Linked DNA regions of Drosophila melanogaster: region 2 is linked to region 1. Evidence: chromatin contacts called from public Hi-C data. All regions are on one chromosome and are shown on one strand. The core of a region is the stretch at or near the end of the contact, and the rest is flanking DNA. Distances in the headings are between cores, read along the strand shown. Region 1 holds the start of CG6204. Region 2 holds the start of beta-PheRS (Phenylalanyl-tRNA synthetase, beta-subunit).

The links. A called contact is a pair of places that touch in the nucleus more often than the background predicts.
Region 2: a Hi-C map of the Kc167 cell line shows a contact between it and region 1, with 1.8 times the contacts expected there. A contact is called at or near these places in 18 of 107 Hi-C or Micro-C datasets (the Clone 8 cell line, the D17-c3 cell line, the Kc167 cell line and 7 more) and 1 of 7 datasets of targeted methods (the Kc167 cell line).

The regions. Positions count from the first base shown.
Region 1 is chr3R:24,191,201-24,196,020 of dm6, forward strand. It overlaps CG6204, which reads left to right and starts at 2,632. Exons shown (of 5, transcript NM_142972.5): 1 at 2,632-2,848; 2 at 2,911-3,845; 3 at 3,906-4,073; 4 at 4,130-4,820. The coding sequence starts at 2,701. It overlaps SMC6 (Structural maintenance of chromosomes 6), which reads right to left and starts at 2,223. Exons shown (of 14, transcript NM_142971.3): 1 at 2,112-2,223; 2 at 1,782-2,044; 3 at 1,505-1,724; 4 at 1,177-1,450; 5 at 991-1,117; 6 at 846-923; 7 at 615-787; 8 at 162-559; 9 at 1-105. The coding sequence starts at 2,033.
Region 2 is chr3R:24,249,792-24,254,871 of dm6, forward strand. beta-PheRS (Phenylalanyl-tRNA synthetase, beta-subunit) reads right to left here and starts at 2,888. Exons shown (of 5, transcript NM_142980.4): 1 at 2,705-2,888; 2 at 2,575-2,630; 3 at 2,354-2,511; 4 at 942-2,287; 5 at 669-884. The coding sequence starts at 2,762. The coding sequence ends at 733. jar (jaguar) reads right to left here. Exons shown (of 17, transcript NM_079754.4): 13 at 4,843-4,887; 14 at 4,213-4,333; 15 at 4,037-4,154; 16 at 3,872-3,973; 17 at 3,035-3,807. The coding sequence ends at 3,527. mask (multiple ankyrin repeats single KH domain) reads left to right here. Exons shown (of 17, transcript NM_176556.2): 17 at 1-457.

The sequences.
Region 1 (4,820 bases), core at 1,382-3,881:
ACTGAGTTCGCAGTGCATGAACAACCTGTATTGTTTGCTCACCGTACACGGACAGTTTGTTGGACTTGTTACGGGACAGAGCTTCTATCTCCCAACTGATGTTTTCTGTAGAAATTGAAAAATATATAATAGATTCTATTAGAAAGAAGATATCCACTCACGCTTTGATTTATGCAGCTGTATTCTTCCATTTTTTACAGCGTCCAACCTTTCCTGGACTGAGGTTATATCTCGTTTAATCTCCTGCTGCTCTGCTCGCAACTGGGCGATGATCTCCTCGCTTTTGACTACTTGTTTCTTTAACATCTCAATCTTGTTAGCGTTTTCTTCCCGCTGCTCATTAACCCGATTAAAGTCGGCATGATAGTTTCCTATCAGCTTTTCACATTCATCATACGAACGCTGATCCTCTCGCATGCGCCGTTCTGCGTTCCCTATCTTGGCTTTGACTTGGCTGGCTTCTAGAAGCAGATCCTGTACTGCTTTCTTAGCGGTTTTAAGCCTTTCATCCTGGAACTTTTGGGTTGCTAATATTTGATTTTTAGAAGCCTCAAACTCTCTGATGACAAAATAAAATGATTGTATATGATTATTGTATTATTTAGTAATCTTACTTCAATTTTTGGTTCATGGTGGCTTGCGTACTCTCCTTTTTGGATGTTGTCTGCTCCAGACTGGCCTTCTTGTTTTCAATCAGTTTAATTGAATGCTCTAGATTATTGAGCTCATTTTGGTAACTAGTCACGGCCATCCATGCCAGCTTTGTTTTGCACTGCTGTAGGTTTTCCTGATTAAGTATAGCGATGTTAGGTGTTACCGTGATTACAAGAAGTTAAATTTCCTACCTTGACCATTTCCTTATCCTCAAGAATCGACAGCTTTTCCTCCTCCGCGGCAATGTGCTTTATCATCATTTCTTTTTTCTGTTAAATTAAAACAACAAAAAACATATGTAGAGACAGGAAATATTAAATGTTAAACTATTTCCACCTTTTCCAATTGTTCCAGTTCTTGGGTGAAATGACGTCGCAGGGCATGGCACTCAGTTAGACTGCTGGTGCAAACATCCAGTTGAGTTGCTTTCATCAACAGTTTGTAATTCGATGCTGGCTCCAATCTGTAAACAATAAAACATGCTTAAGAGGCATGTCTGAAGGCTATTGCAAATCTTCTTACTCTTTTAGAAACTCCCTCGCCGCCTCCTGATTCAGCACAAAAATCGGATTCTCCACATTGATGCCGAAGCAGAGCAGCATGCGCCTAATATCGGACACTTTCTTCGAGACGCTTTTACCTCGAGCGTCCTGAAGATCGTACGTCGAGGAGGAGTGGCGTATTTGACGCACCACGGTAAGGTGGGGCCCGAAGATGTCCGCTTTGAAGGGCCGCAATCCCGAATTGGACAGTGTTATGGAGATGGTGGCACTAACTTCGCCGTTCTTGATTAACTCTGAAATGCATATATCATAATTGCCTGATTTGTATTGCCCTTTCTCCTACCTACTCTGTATACTGCTGGCCCTGTTGGTTGCCCTAGCGCTGCTGGTCAGACCCAAAGCCAGTGCCGTGATTACAGCGCTCTTGCCACTGCCATTATTGCCAACCAGGAAGTTAATATTGGGCCCAAACTCAATAAACAGATTGGAGTGGCACATGAAGTTCGTGAGACGCATGGAAATTACTTTGCCGCAGCGATCGAAGGCGTTCGGTATCGATAGCTCTGACTATGGATAATATGGGTTAGATAAACTGGGTCTAAATGGTTTATCTCTCAGTGCTACCGTCAGATTAAAGTTCACGGAGCGCTGGGACATGTTTAAAGTTGTTTGGCGCGCCTGCTTGTTCCGAGACCTTGCCGTCTGCGAAGTAGACGCGTTCGCATATTTCTCTGTCTCTTCTTCGACAAAATCCGGCTCCGCCTCCGCCACGAACTGCTGTTTGCTCCTCTTGCGAGTGGGTTCTGCCGTTGAGCCATCGCTTTCAGATCCGGGCGAAGGCATCCGCCGAATCCTTCCTCTGCGACTCCGCTCCATTTGGTTTTGTTCTACGCGAGGCAAAAAGCGCGGGCTGATATAAATGTAAACAACTTGGTTTGGACTGACTGAACTTACTCTGCTTACTAGCCTAGATATGTGCCTGTACTATTGTAATTGTTGTTGATTGCAATAATAAGAGTGCAAAAGAAATCTCAAGCGCGCTATCGTAAACAATTTTGCGAAATAACACCACAGCCATTCCATTCCGTTCCAGGCGCAGTGTGACCAGGTCGGATGCGATTTGAAGCGTCACAGAACAATCACAGATTTCTGCCAATGCAGTAGAAATTCATTGGCATGTACCACCTTATATTTAAAAATACTTAACTAATTACAGTTTATAGATGCGAGTAAACTGCAATTGTATATTGCTCAATATTTAAAGACATATTTAAATATAAGGTGCATATTTGTGTTTTGCATTTATGCTAAGGCTAATTAATTATTTTTAAATACCTTAGGTCCACATAAGAAATGTTCACTGTAAATTGCGCACTTTAATTTTTGAAATTTCATTTTAGAGGTGGAGAAACGTCGATGATTCCTTGAAAAACATCGATGTTTGTGATATTTCGATCCATCTATGTTTCTCCACCTCTATTTCATTTGCTATTTCCACGAAATCAAATATTTATTTATTTCCAAGAAATCAAAACGAAGCCCCATGTCAAGTTCAGATGACGATTGGTTTGACCAGGATGAGAACAAACTGTTGCAGGGCCTGGAGAAGTCCTTGAAGTCCCTGGAGCTGCAGAAGAATGAGGAGTACATCGAATGCCCCCCATCTGAGCGTAAATGCCCCCCATCTGAGGGTAAATACCACCTTATGGTTAAGCAGCCATAATATTGGTACTATCAAGCTTTTTGATTTCAGTGGGGGAGTACGTGATGCAACATACACGGTTCTCCCTGACCGAGTTAACAAATGCCTTAAAAATGCCAGCCATCGACATGTTCTTATACTTTTTGTCCGATAAGCGAGATCTCTTCGAGAATCAAGTGTTGGCCACTGACAATGTGAAACGAGTTGGCCTGTTCGTGGATGTCCTGTGGTCGCTCTGTGAACTCGAATTGGGCGGATTCGATGAAGTCTTTCTGTCCGCATTCAGCCGGCAGACGGCGCTTCTGGACAAGATCAAGAATCTTTTGCAGGCCAAAGCCGCTGTGGCAAAATGCGATGCGGAGTCGGCACTGATATTAAGCCATAGTAAGTGGATGCTTCTACGAGCCCATAAGCATGGCCTCCTTAGTCACCAGGGCTACGAATTGGTGGAACTTTATAAGAAATTGGCACCTTCCTTTAAAAGCGACATGATTGATGGTCTTGAAGCATTCACCGGTAACTTTTCACATAACGTCAAGGGCCTAATTTATCCAACGCTGGAGACGTTACTGGGCAAAGATGCAACTAAGGCTCCCAATGAAGAAGAGGATGAGGGCTTGGTGTCCGACAAAGTAGTCAAATATGTGAATGCACTGCGAAATTTACTAAGGGAAGATTTTTTAGCACCACTAGTTGAGTTTGTGCAACAGCTGCGCAGCGGAACGGATGTCGATGAGTTGAAGCAACAGGGCCTTCTGTGGTCCGATGTGCATCTGACTTTAAATCCACAGTTTGCCAACGCTCAGCGTCATAGCCTTGTTTTTTTGAAGGTTCAATTTACTAAAGAATCCAAGAATGCCTATAAGACTTGGCTGAATTCTATCAAATCTGGGACTCTGCTCTGTCTTACCACGAGTCTGGCCTTTGATGATTTAATTCTGGCTTCCGTTGGCTACACTGAGCCAGAAAAACTAAAGGAGGATTGCGTAAGATATGTGTTAATCATTATAAAGATTAATGTTCATAATATTTCCATACATCCGCAGCTAAGTGTGCAGATTGTCAAGCAGTATAATATTGGAAACGCCTACAACCGACCACTGATCATGTTCCAGGCGCCCGTGTTTTTCGAGCCTTATCTCAGAGTTCACAATTACCTGAGCACCTGCAGCACAGAGAAGTTTCCCATGGGTCGCTATATTGTAGACGGCCAGGTAAGTTAATGTGTAAGAGAACAACTAAAATAGATTATACATTCTCAACTATGTAGATGGAGATACCGCCGCCAGCTTACATGAAACCAGGAGTTAAGCTTAGTTTCAATATGAAGCCCTTCACGCTGGACAAACTACCGGAAGATCTGCACTTAAATGAGAGTCAGAAAACTGCATTCAAGGAAGCTTTATGCAGGGAGTTTAGCATCATTCAAGGACCTCCAGGCACCGGAAAAACACACCTTTCAGTGCAGTTGGTTAACAGTTTGATACAGAATGCTAAAGCCCTGGGCACGGGACCCATCATTGTGCTGACCTATACCAACAATTCGCTGGACAAATTCCTGGTAAAAATTTCGCGGTACACCCAAGAAATTCTTCGCTTTGGTAATCAGTCGCGAGATCCGCAAATATCAAAGTTTAATTTGAGTACCACGATCAAGCCAGAATTGGTTCCACCGCGCCTGAAGCGAATTTGGTGGCTAGTCAATTGTGAGTACAAGGAAAAATTCCGGAACCTACAAGGCCTGTACGCAAACTTTGATGGCAGCGAGGAAAGCTACCAGGACACTCTGGCGGCTCAGGAGAAGCTAAATCAGGTTGCCGAGCGTATCGAAACACTGCGCATGGTTTTCCAGTTCTTTCTAGCAAGGGAGAAGGACCTGTTGGCCATGACCACCACGTGCGCGGCTCGCCATAACTTTCTGTTCAGGTTGCTACAATCAAAGTGCGTCCTCTTTGAGGAGG
Region 2 (5,080 bases), core at 1,638-4,137, 59 kb after region 1:
AAATAAATGATAATATAAGTGAAGCATGAAACTACTTTTTTTCTATTTTTCAATGTTTTAGCTGCAAGCAAATAATGTAATGAGAATGTGGAGATGTTTGTTTAAGTTATTTGATACAACAAATTACGAGAAATATATATACCACATACACAAACACCTAAACCCAAACACATGCCCGATATGCCCGACAGGAAGTTTATTCGATTTTGTTGATTAACAAAAAGATACAACCGAATATCTGAGGACATACAGCCGTTATGAGATGATTGATTATGAGATCCTTGATTGAAACGCAAACAAAACGATGGGAATAAAAATGAAAAATACAAAAGCATACTGAATAAATATAGAATTTTTTTCAAGCGAAAGAAATTAAATTCACATAGATTTATTAATTTAAAAATTAATATAAATATACTTCAAATATGAAAAGTATGAAAACAAAAAAAAAAAATGCAAACAAGAAAAACAAAAAACTACATATATTAAATACACACATACTATATGAGTATACTACGGATTATTATTACTCTTATAATTATTATTATTGTATTGAAGGAAAAATATAAAAGAGAACATTAAACAGCATAAATAAAAAATAACAACAAATTGTTTTGTTTGAACTGGCTTGGGGTTTCGGCTTTCATAAATAACAAAACCTTGGCATTATTTATTAATTTGTGATAATTTATTTGTGAACTTTTAGACAATGTTGAACATTTTGCAAATCTTTTAGACGAAAGGCTCAATGGTGAATTCCACCGCCGAACAAGGCGTGGTCAGCTCGAAGGCTTGCAGCACTGTGGGATGCAAAACCCCAATCTTGCCGATGACAACACCGTCGTACATTACATTAGCACAGCGACCGGGGAAGTAGCTGGGATCTGAAATGAAATGGAACATGGGTAACTCAAAATCACAAGAACTCTTCGACAACTTACCCTCGGTGGCCTGAAGGTAATAGCCCTTGGTCCCGCTGGCCGATTTCCAGGGCACAGAGAGCAATTGCATCACGCGATCTAGCAGGCCGTGAACCACCTCGAAACCAGCGGTCTTATTGCAGTTTACAGCACACACCCTTCGCTCATTGCGAGCACCAACTTCCGTGCTCTCATCCGCAACCACCACGTCGCTGATCTCGAAGAGCTTCAGGGGTAGCGGCATCTTGCGATTGGCCACCAGCGTCTTGAGGAGACCGGGCAATAGGGTCGTGCGCACTACTTGGAACTCCAGGGTCTTGGGATTGCCTATGTGCACGGCCGGCAAGGCGTCGATGTTCTTGTTCAGCTTGCGCCCAATGTCATCCCGTGAGCAGAGCGTAAAGGTCAGCGCCTCGGTGAAGCCCGCCTGGGCCACCTGTTCGCGCAGTTGTTCGGTCAGTTTGTTAAGTGGGAATTGCTTGGCAATTTGCATGAATGCAGGCAGGGACTTCTTAATGTTGTTGTAGCCGTAGGCAATAGCCACGTCCTCGTAGATGTCGCACGCGTGGATGACGTCGTGCCGTGTGGGCGGGATCTTAACCACCAGCGAGTCGCCATCGACCTTGGCCTCCAGATACATGCGCGTCAGCATATCTGCGAGCTTTTCCGCCGGCTCATCGATGCCAATATAGGCATTGGCGCGCTTTACCGATATCCTCTCCTCGCGCACCTCCAGTTCCGGATAGGAGATCACACTGCCATCGGGTTGCACCACATCGCACGGCTCCACGGTAAACTTCTGGGCGCAGTGCTCGGAAAAGAGGCACACAATGGTGTCCAGCACCACTTTTGCCTTCGTTCTATCCGTGGCCGTGCACTCGATGAATACGTTCTTGGTCTTCAGCGTAATCTTGGAATGATCACCGTTGATGATGGGCGGCAGTGAAAGCACCACACGGTTGGCATCGTAGATCACTGGATAAACCGGTGATTCCCGAATGATTGGCAGATATTGCTTCAGCTGCGCATGCGTGGAATAGAAGTCCATGAGCTCGCTGCCAGTCATCTCCTTGGTTTGGTTAAGTGGTTTGAACTTGATTTGATCCGGCGCCAGAGCCTCGTAACTGAAGGGTCCCTGTAGGGTGTCCAGATCGTGCGTTCCGATAGCCACCAGAGTACGCTTCCGGCAGATGTTCTGATGCAGCTTGTCCTGCAGATCGATGAAGCTGTTGTAGGAGGCCTGCGTAAAAGTCACGTTCCGGAGCACAGCGGCCACAGCGTACGGACGGATCTGCGCCGTCGAAGGGTCAATCTTCAGCACCTGCCTCTTGGCCAGCTCCACAAACTGGAACTTAGGGGGCTTGAGTCTGAAAGGGCATAGTTCCATCCTGTAGCATAGTTCCATTAATAGGAAAGCGATGCATCGAACTTACTTTCCCTGGAATACCAGCAGACCCGTGACCAAGCCCTCTAAACAGAGCAGATCATACCGATTGGCGGGTATGTCGATTCTGTATATGATCTCCTCGCTGGCATTGGCCGCCGCTGCCACATCGCCCTGTTCCTTGGTCAGCATCTGCTTCTCCGTGGTCTGTGGGCATTATTTCACGGGATTTTAACATGTTTGTACTCTTTATTAGTCAGCAGCACCTACCACTTCGTCCAGCTCCAACCCGAAGGCAAAGCAGAGATCCTGGAACTCATCATCGGCTACGGGAAAGAGGTAAATATTAGGGAGCTCCAAGCGATGAAAACGTGATTACACGTGGACTTTTCAAACTCACTGTACGTCTTGCCGAGCGCCTCGAAGAGCAGATCACGTTTAACTCCAATGGTGGGCATATTGAATGAATCACCTGTTAGTCCCGAGCTGGCTTTTAACACAGATAAATGGGCTTAAACACAAATTGGCTTATTTCAGACCGGTGCCAGTGTTGCCAATTTATGGTGACCTTATTTTGCAGTACTATCGCATGGGCGATGTTTTGATGGTCACCCTGACTTATGCAGGAGGGTCACACTATTTTCCATAAAATAGATTGTGCACACTAAGAGATTGATGAAAACTAAATAAATCGACTCGTTCACACTAAGCTCAGGGGTAATTTTGAGTTACGTTTAAGTTCTCATATATTTCATATTTCATTTTGATTCAAATATTCACTTCAAATATTTATTTTTAAAATACTGTAAAATATATATATATATATATTCAATTATGTAAATACATCGCAGTGAACTAAATACACAATTTAAATGGTAATTAGTTAAATACTAAATACAACTTGCCGTTTCCTTTTACATCATAAGATTCACTTAATTAGAGATATATATTTGTATAGCTAAGTGTATAAGGCCCCCAAAAACAGTCCGGGCGCGCACAAAATGATTGGGCAAATGGGATCGGAATCCAAATTAAAGGATACACATTTCTAATCAAATATAGTTATATTTACTAAAAATGTTTTATGGACGTGGTCGCTTTCCGTAAAATTTGACTGACAAAAACTTATTTTCGAGTTTCGTTAGTTACCAATTTTGACCTATTGACCATCGAAACGGCAACGTATTTGATCAATGCAGTGCCTGTTTGTCGTATTGGGGGTCTACTGTTGTTTCTGCATTGCTGCAGCCGGCCCATTCGGTTTTGCCGCACCCAAATTCTTATAAGCCTTGCCCCCGTTGCGCTCCCATTCGCGATTGAACTCGTGCTCCAGGATCTCGGCGCCGCGCTTGCGCGTCAGACCCGTCTCCTCCAGGCTCAGTTCGCACATCTGCATGTCGTCCGTTCCGGCTACCAGTAGAATTGGCGGCTTGTCCGCATGCAGTTCCATCTGGCGTGCGATCCACTGGCCATCAAAGTGGGCATACCACAGGCCGCGCTTGGCTGCAGGGGATTTATCATTAAACTTTGAATATTTCATTATTTTATAGTCGCGGCGAACACTCACTGTTGTCCGGCGCATTGGCTCGCATGAAGGGAATCCGGAAGTAGCGATGCTGGGCGGTCACAATCTCCTGGATTGGCTGAACCAAAGGCGGCTGCTTGAAGGCTGCAATCGATATGGTTGATAGGATTATAAAATAAAATATAGATTTCAGTGCTATTTACTTACCAGCTTCCATAACGCTGCGTGGCGCACGCTCGTTTTCATCCATGGTGGTGCGCTTGCGGTTCTTTGCCTTCCAGGCGTGGTACACCTTCAAGCGGCGATGGAACTCCTGACGGCAGGCCTGCAAAATCATGGGATTAATCCAAGTGTTAAGTGAGCAATTCCTTTTGAAGACTTACCTCCAGCAGCTCAATATCACAGGACGTGTTGATAGCATCACGCAGCTCCGAGTACTTCCACTTGGACAAGTCGTACTTCTGCTTGCCCAGGGCCTGTTGTTGGGCTCGAACATTTTCGGATCTGGCACAGGAATCGCAAGAACAATTAGCATCATTTTCAATTAAATTCTTTTTACAAAGATATGTACATATGTATATATTCAGCGCAAGCAAACAAAGTGAGTCATTGATGGCATCAAATATAAGTAGGAGAATCGAAAGGCAACAACTAAAAGCCAATGGGAGTTTGCTAGTAGTAGTATAGGCTACAGATGATTTGAATTAGTGGGCACGAGCTTATTACTTTAGGTGTTAGTAATTTAGTTAGTATGAAATGTTTTCAAAACCAGCACCAACTCACTTATTCAAGTACCGCGAAGCAATGTTTGACACAACTTGTGAAAAACTTGTTCAAAAATATACAGAAAGTAAAGAAGTTAAAAAGTAGTAATAAAGAATTGTTTGTTGATTTGTTTTTTTTTTTTTTATGGTATTCATTCATTATCCAATTAGTGTTTTTGGGAAAGCAAGAAAAGATTGACAAAATTTACAAGAGTGGTAGACATAGGTAATTCATAAAGCGTGCTATACCTGATCAATTTGTTTGGGCCCATGGGAGACGCGTCATTGACACCACTGTGTTGTGTTCGTTGGGTTGGAGTGGGTGTTGGGTGGTGGTGTTTGGTTGTGGAAAGTGTGGAGTGGATTCCGTGTGGGGGAAAAGGAAAAAGTTGGTGAGTTTAAAAAAATAATTAATATATATTATATATACAATTTAAATGGACAACCTAACAGGCCAAATCTGATAATATCCTAATATTTAAATAGA